Regions from separate parts of the Sus scrofa genome. Here region 2 is linked to region 1. A link is a contact called in public Hi-C data. All regions are on one chromosome and are shown on one strand. The core of a region is the stretch at or near the end of the contact, and the rest is flanking DNA. Distances in the headings are between cores, read along the strand shown. Region 1 holds the start of TIMM13 (mitochondrial import inner membrane translocase subunit Tim13). Region 2 holds the start of TMPRSS9 (transmembrane protease serine 9).

Region 1 (3,582 bases), core at 487-2,986:
AATCTCCCCGCAGCCCCTGGCTTTAAGTCCACAGCCACTGAGCTCCTGGACAGGGACACCCCTGTGGAAGGAGACGCATCTCACCAGAGCCTCGCCTCTCGGGGAAGGTGCAGGCCCCTGGTGAGCATTTCCTGCCCTGGCAACGCACCATCCCCACCCAGTGTGTGACCTTCCCCAAGAGTGAGAGGCTTCCAGGCCTCTGAGGCCGTGGGCTGTTCCCCACCCCTCCCCATAGCAGGAAGTGAGGGCTAGTGAGGGTCTGGAGGGCGTGATGAGGTGCTGGGAGGGTGGGTGGAGGTGACCCCTAATCATGTGGAAACTGCACTGGGCTCAGCCACATCCTTCAAGGTATTTTGGAAATTTGGGGGTCAAAGCTATGTCCTGGCTTTTGGGTCTGAATTGCTGACACAATTTGGCAGGCAGGGCTTCTGGCCCAGAAGGAAGGGAGAGGGCCCTACCCTCACTGCCGGCCCAGAAAAACCAGCCCCAGGGTTGCACTGGGGCCTGCAAGAGCCCCCAGGCTCCCTGGCTGGGATTGTTCCTCGCAGGTGATTTGCCTCAAAGCCACCTTTTGGTCATATCCCTGCCCCACAGTTGCCTGGATGAGGTCTTGAGTGGACCCTAGAGGTGGCCCAGGCAGGCACTGAGGTGCCTTTGGTGGGTATGCTGGGCTGGTGGCCAGTTATGGCTGGAGTTGGATAACAGTTGTGGATATTCAAGTATTTGGAAACAAGAGTCCAATGTTAAAATGGCAGCCATAGCCTAGGAAACAATTTGCACTTGCCCTTTAACATGCTTAACTTTCAGCCATTTAAATGATGCCGAAGTGATTCTTTTTTCTAAGCCCTTGTCATGTGACTGCAAGTAACTGTAGCACCAATTTAGAGAAAACTCATTCTCGGCCCAGCCCAGGGAAGGAGTGGCCTACAAGGATGAGGTCGGCAAGGCAATCCCTGGGAGACACTGCTGCCTTTCCCCCGGGGCCTGGGTGCTCACCTAAGACTTGGGCGTTCAGCTGTTTTCCTAACAGCAAGGCTTCTGACTTGGGGTTTTTACTCACACGGTCTTCCCAGCAGTTCTATTTATATCAGCATATCCGAGTTGGGACTGACATTCCTCAAGGACATTAAAGCTACTGGAAAGGTCTTAATTCCAACCCGTAAGGGATCATCTGTACAACATGCTGGTGGACTCGGCTTCAAGAACCCGGCTGTCTGGACACATTTCAGACATCTGTGGGTGATTTTTAAGATGCATGCCAAACGTGTGTTTTGCTTTCTCCAATGATTTGTAATATACCTTTTATGACTGGAAACTTTTATACAACACTCCAATAAACATTTTGGTTTTAAAAATCTCCCTCTGAGTTCACTCCGACGCCAGCCAGCTGGAGCGGGAGCTCTCATCCTCTAATGTTCCTAGTTTGACCCGCTATCCTAGTTTTTGGCATTCCTCACCCACGGGTTTCACCAACGCCCCTTTGGCCACGTGACACGCCCATGTCCCTCCCCGGGCTCAAGGTCTAGTGTAGAAGTGCCCGCCGCCTCGTGCGCACGCGCGGCGAGACCCGCGGGGGGCGGGGCCTGAGCGCGGAACCCTGGGCCTCCATCCGTCTCGGGGAAATCGGCGGCGGCCTGCTCCTGTTGCGCATGCGCGGGACTCCCCCCGCGCGGTAAGGGTATCCCGCCCGCCCATGCTCCCTCGTGCCCGGACTCCATTTCCCGTGGGTCCACGGGGCGGCCCACTTCCGGCGCGGGTTGGGGAGGGCGCACGCGGCCGCACTCCAGTTGACTTTGCGGAGATATGGAAGGCGGCTTTGGCTCGGATTTCGGGAGCTCCGGCAGCGGGAAGCTGGACCCGGGGCTTATCATGGAGCAGGTGAAAGTGCAGATCGCCGTGGCCAACGCGCAGGAGCTGCTGCAGGTTCGGGGCCGGGCCGGGGGCGGGGCTGAGGGTGGTCGGGGCCCCTGGGAGAGGAGTCGCAACTGAGCGCTCGTGTGTCCCCACAGAGGATGACGGACAAGTGCTTCCGGAAGTGCATCGGGAAGCCGGGGGGCTCCTTGGACAATTCGGAGCAGGTAAAACCCAGGGAGCCAGACTGGTCGTGGGCCCCGACCGACAGGGAGGTCTCTGCGCCTGCGCGGACTAACGGGGCGGTGCGGTGGGCACGTGCGCAGTCCGCTGCTGGGAGTGTTGGGGGTCCCAGCCAGCGGTCCAGACCTGAGCCCCGCGCCCTCCCCGTCCCTAGAAGTGCATCGCCATGTGCATGGACCGCTACATGGACGCCTGGAACACCGTGTCCCGTGCCTACAACTCTCGGCTGCAGCGAGAACGAGCCAACATGTGATCGCGACGCGCCAGCAGCCCACTTCCCACCCCACCCCACTCCCAGTTCCATCTCCATAAATGCTGTTTGTGAGGCGGGGGCCAACGTGTGCGTGCTGCCTGCCAGAAGTTTATGAGGACCAGACTGGTGCTGGGACAGTTGGTATTCTGTTTCTCCGTGCCCCGTTCGCGCACACGTGCCGGCGAGTGTAACTTGCGTCTGGGGGGCCCCTGGCCCGGGTGGTGCCTTCCCTAGTGCCCCTGTTACCGAATTGTGTCATATGGACCCTGTTGGGGGCCGGCTTAGGCTCTATGTCTCCTAGGGGGTGTTCTTTTTCTGTTCCGTGGAGCCTGAAGCTGAGATGGACACAGCACAAGCTTTATTCAGCAGTTAAAGTATGGAGACGCGTGAACAAACGAACTCACAGATCAGCTTCTTAGCTGGCGAGAGGGGCTTAATTTTAACAAGGAGGCCTGTGTGTATGTCTACGCGGGAAGGGGCTGAGCTTTTTCCGAGGGAGTGGGGTGCCACCTCTTTTTTATCTTTTTTGGTCTTTAATGTCTGGTCGAGGCTGCGGATGCGTGTGTTATTTAATAAGCTAATGTAGTAAAATCCACACATAATGAGACAGCGTTTGTTGGAAGTCAGATTTGCCACCATTTTCCTCCCAGCAGGGTTTCGTGGTTTTGTTTTTGTGTGTATGTGTCTTCGTGTTCTATGCATTAGGATTAACTGAAAGTTAATCTTTAAAGATTTCTGTTCACTCCTACTAAAAGGTGGGGTGGTGGTTGGCAGGTTTTGAGCAGGGACCTCCTTCCTGCAAAAGGTCAGGGTGGATAGGTTGTGAGGAAAGGGCTGGAGCAGCTCTGGTGACAAACTACTCCCTTCCTTATTATTGCTCATTCCTTTTTTTTTTTTCTTCTTCTTTTTTTTTTTTTTTTTTAATGGCTGCAGGTGAGGCCTATGGAAGTTCCTGGGCCAGGGATTGAATTCAAACCAAAGGACTTCCCTTGTGGCTCACAACATAACTACATGGTGTTGTTTCTACAGTGGCTGTGGTTCTGTCCCTGGCTCGGCAATTTCCATATGCTGCAGGAGTGGCCAGTTGTTATAAAAAAAACAAAAAGAAGAAGAAGAAGAATGAATCTGAGCCAAAGCTATGACTTACGTTACACCTGTGGCAATTCAGGATCCTTTAACCTGCTGTGCCAGGCCAGAAACTGGAGCCGCTGCAGCCAGATTCTTAATCTACTGTG
Region 2 (3,775 bases), core at 376-2,875, 81 kb after region 1:
AGGTCCAAGGTGACACCTGATGTGGTGGCACAGGAGGGTACATGCTGCGTCCTGGGGGTTCCTGTGGAGCATCAGGAATTCCTGTCCCTACTTCCCAAACAAGGAAATTGGGAAGCAGGGCCCATACACATACACACAAAATCATACAGGATCTCAGTGTGATCATGCACATAGCCACACACTACTGTGACACACATGTGTAGTCACATACTAGTTACACACACAACACACACCAACAGGCAAGGACACAACCACACACAGCCATAGGCAATCCATCATTGGCCCTACAATTAATCCCACTCACAACTATAAACACACCACACCTGGGCTGGGAGCCCCAGATTGACCCCAGGTGAGACAGGGACAGGAGGGCCCTCCATGGAGGACCCCTGGGCAGCCACCTTCCCCAGCAATGGGTAGGGGGAGAGTGGGGGAAGCTTCCAGCCCCAGGTAACTGACTCTACGGCCCCTCCCCCATACGACCCACACCCAAAATTAAGGCCCTGTGACCACACCCTCCCTAAACTGTTACCCCCAAGTCCTTGTTATATTTTCACTCACAAGCAAGGGATTGCCTGAGAGGAGCCACAGGGAGGTAAGCAAGGGTCCCCTCAGCAAACCCCCAGAAACCTCCCAGTCTTGGTCCATGGTTTCCTGCCACCCCCACCCTCCACCGCCTGTCGCAGCTCCTGCAGAGGCACCACCGCGGGTTTACCCGAGTTACCGGGTGGGAAGGTGGGAGAGTGGCCGTCGGGGACAGGGAGCCCTCGGGGTCCCCCCAAACCCCGGGTACCCGACTGCGTCTACAGGGCCCGGCCTCATTCACAACCCCGGGGGGCGTCTACACAGTCCGACGCGTCCAACAGCCCGAACCACATCTATACCACCTGCGGCGTCTACACAGCCTGACGGGTCCCCCGCGAGAACCCGACGAAGCCAGGCGCAGGGAGAGGGCTGCCGCCTCATTTTCGTGACGCCAGACTCACCGCGCTCTGCCGGACGCTGCACCGCGGCCCCACTCCCGCAGCGAACCGACCCCGGGAGCCTAAAGCCTCGCGGACAGGGCGGGGCTGGGGGCGGCACCAGTGAAGGCCCCGCCCTCCCGCTCACCCCGGCCTCACCTGAGCTGGGGGCGCCGCCTTCCCCAGCTTCCCATGACAGCCCCCCACTGCGCCCCTTCCCCTGCACCCCTGCGACCCACCCAGGCCCTCCCCCACCTCTGACACCCTGCGGTGTGTGGGGGGGGACTCTGAAAGGACAGTGGGGTTGTGGGAGCCCAGGTGTGTCCCATGAAGGCCCCCTGTGTGAAAGGGCTGGGCCAGCAGAGGGGAGGGGAGTGGGCACGCCGTTCCCAGAGCCATGTGGGGAGGTGGGTTCTGAACCCTCGGACTTTCGGGAGCTGCGCAAGGTCTGTGAGGTCTGGGTGGAGGGCACTGGCCTGGGCAGATGACCCTGGACAGAAGGCAGGGGAGGTGTGCCCTGGACCTGTGAGAGCAGATGCTCAGGGTAGGAAAGAGCTTGGGGAGGGGTTCTGTGTGAATAATTATGATTTCTAACCAGCGCCACAGCAATGGCAATGAGATCCTTAACCCATTGAGCCACCTGGGAACTCCCAGTGATTATTAAATGAACTTTTCTCCTTTTTTTCCGGCCACACCTGCAGCATATAGAAGTTCTGGACCAGGGTTTGAACCCAAGCCACATTCTCGACCTATGCCACAGCTGGGGCAATGCTGGCTTCTTAACCCACTGCACCGGGTTGGGAATTGAACTGGCAACACCACAGAGACAAGCCAGATCATTAACCTTTTGAGCCACAACGGGAACTCCGCTAACGAATTTTAATTTTGGAAGTTTCACGTTTATGGAAAAGTTGTGAAGATAATACCCACATACCTGGCCCCAGTTCCCCGTTCCTGACAGTTTACTTCAGTGTGATACGTGGCCACAATCACCAACAATATTTATCAATCCCTTGGGCTGTGATTGAATCCAGGTGTTTATTTTGCATCCCACTTTGAGCTGGACAGCTGTGTGGGAGAAGCTCATGACTCCTGGGGGCTATCTTTTTTTTTTGCCAGGGAAGCCGCCAGGCTCTTTCTAGAAAACCAGCCCCCTCACCTGCTGGTGACATCCAGGTGGTGACTTCCTCATGTGGCTGACCATCCCCACCCCTCTCAAGCCAGGCTTCTTGCCCTCCTCTCACCTCCCCACCGCAGCTGCAGCGGGAAACAGCCCTTCTAGTATCTCTCGGCTCAACAGTTGCCTCCTCCAGGCAGCCTGCCCTGCCACCTGCCCCACAAGACGGAGCCGGAGGCCTCTCCTGTGCTGAGTCCTATCCTTCCTCACCAGAATGGGCTGTCTTCCTAGACTCACACACGGGTCCTGGGCCTGAGCAGAGGGCCTGGCACAGAGTAGGCCTGCCATGAACAAATGAGTGAAGGAGCCTGTGAATGAATGAGAAATATGTCAGATCTGCCCTGCTTAGTGAAAGAAAATCACTGTGCTCACACTTTTGGTCCACTTTGTAGTTCAGACGCAAAACACTGATGGTACTGTGGCGAGTGCCTGATACGAACCTGGGGGAGCCAGCCCCGGAGCCTTGCCTTCCCTATGTGTAAAGGAGGGGCTGGCATCAGCTGACACACGTTAGGACAGGGCCAGCTGCCCCACCATGCATGCAACCTGCAACCCTCGAGATCTGTGCTCCACCTGCTGCGGCCGCCACCTGCTTTGGGCAGCTGCTGGCTAAGCAAGGGCCTTATGTTATTAAATAGTTGAAAAGTATCTAACAGAGTATTTTGTAACCTGTGAAAACTGCATGAATGCACATTTTGGTGCCCACCAAGTTTCTGGCCACAGTTAACACCGAAAACATGTTGTCTGATGCCTGTCTGTTTACACATTGTCTGATGCTCCCAGCTACACAGCTGGCTGATTGGTTGTGACAGCAACCATCTGGCTCTTTCCAGAAAGTCTGCAGGCCCTGCTCTTGGTGATTCCATGCTTCTTAGATCATCACAGACAAGCTAGCAGTATCCAAAAGCTTCTAAGCTTCCTGCGACCCTCACCTCCCTGAAGGAAGGCACCGCATTGCAGCAAAGCTGGAACCCTGTCTTAGCGGCTGTGGATTTGCTCCTGGCGCCTCCCTCCACACTGGAACCCTTGCAGGACGAAGGCCGCCCAGGCCTGGCCCACCGAGGCCTCCCCCAGCTCCACAGAAAAGGCAAAGACTCAGGTGTAAATATCAAAAGCTGTATTTAATTATAAGATTCGAACAGAAGCAAGGCAAAAACCGCAAACGGAAACTTCAGGAACTAACATCTGCCTTTGAATTCCTTGACATTTGTCAAACTTCCAAAACAGAAAAGAATAGATTCCGTGTTCTTACACCACCATACAAAATGGCTTAGAGGAAGGCCAGACTGGGGCCCTCCCCCGAGGCTGCCCTGTGCCTGCAGCCCAGGTCCAGCTCCAAGGCCACGGTCTCCCGTGGGTCCTGGCAGGTCCAGCTGCTCCACCCCCACCCACACACCAGTTTCTTTTTAAGACACATACCTAACCAGGTGGAAGTTGTCGTCTGATTTTTTTAGGAATAAACATCATTTCTCTCTCGAAAGGCGTGGCTGACAGAGAGGGTGAGTCTGTCTGGCGCTGGTATTGTTTGGAATGGATCGTGGTTTGGCCCCCACCTGCCATCTGCAGCACAGCGGCGGGACCAGAGGGACACAGAGCTGGCCCTGGAGCCAGAGGGTCTGTGCCTTCCCTCTCGTCA

Evidence for each region. Hi-C and Micro-C count contacts between places; a contact is called where the count stands out from the background.
Region 2: a Hi-C map of epiblast stem cells shows a contact between it and region 1, with 2.1 times the contacts expected there. The contact joins the promoter of TMPRSS9 here to the promoter of TIMM13 in region 1. A contact is called at or near these places in 2 of 47 Hi-C or Micro-C datasets (embryonic fibroblasts and epiblast stem cells).

What each region holds. Positions count from the first base shown.
Region 1 is chr2:76,145,210-76,148,791 of Sscrofa11.1, forward strand. TIMM13 (mitochondrial import inner membrane translocase subunit Tim13) reads left to right here and starts at 1,737. Exons shown (of 3, transcript XM_003353990.4): 1 at 1,737-1,923; 2 at 2,010-2,078; 3 at 2,249-2,954. The coding sequence starts at 1,804. The coding sequence ends at 2,347. It overlaps LMNB2 (lamin-B2), which reads left to right. Exons shown (of 12, transcript XM_003353991.4): 12 at 1-1,355.
Region 2 is chr2:76,226,819-76,230,593 of Sscrofa11.1, forward strand. It overlaps TMPRSS9 (transmembrane protease serine 9), which reads right to left and starts at 1,626. Exons shown (of 19, transcript XM_021084183.1): 1 at 987-1,626. It overlaps SPPL2B (signal peptide peptidase-like 2B), which reads right to left. Exons shown (of 15, transcript XM_003123025.5): 15 at 3,242-3,775.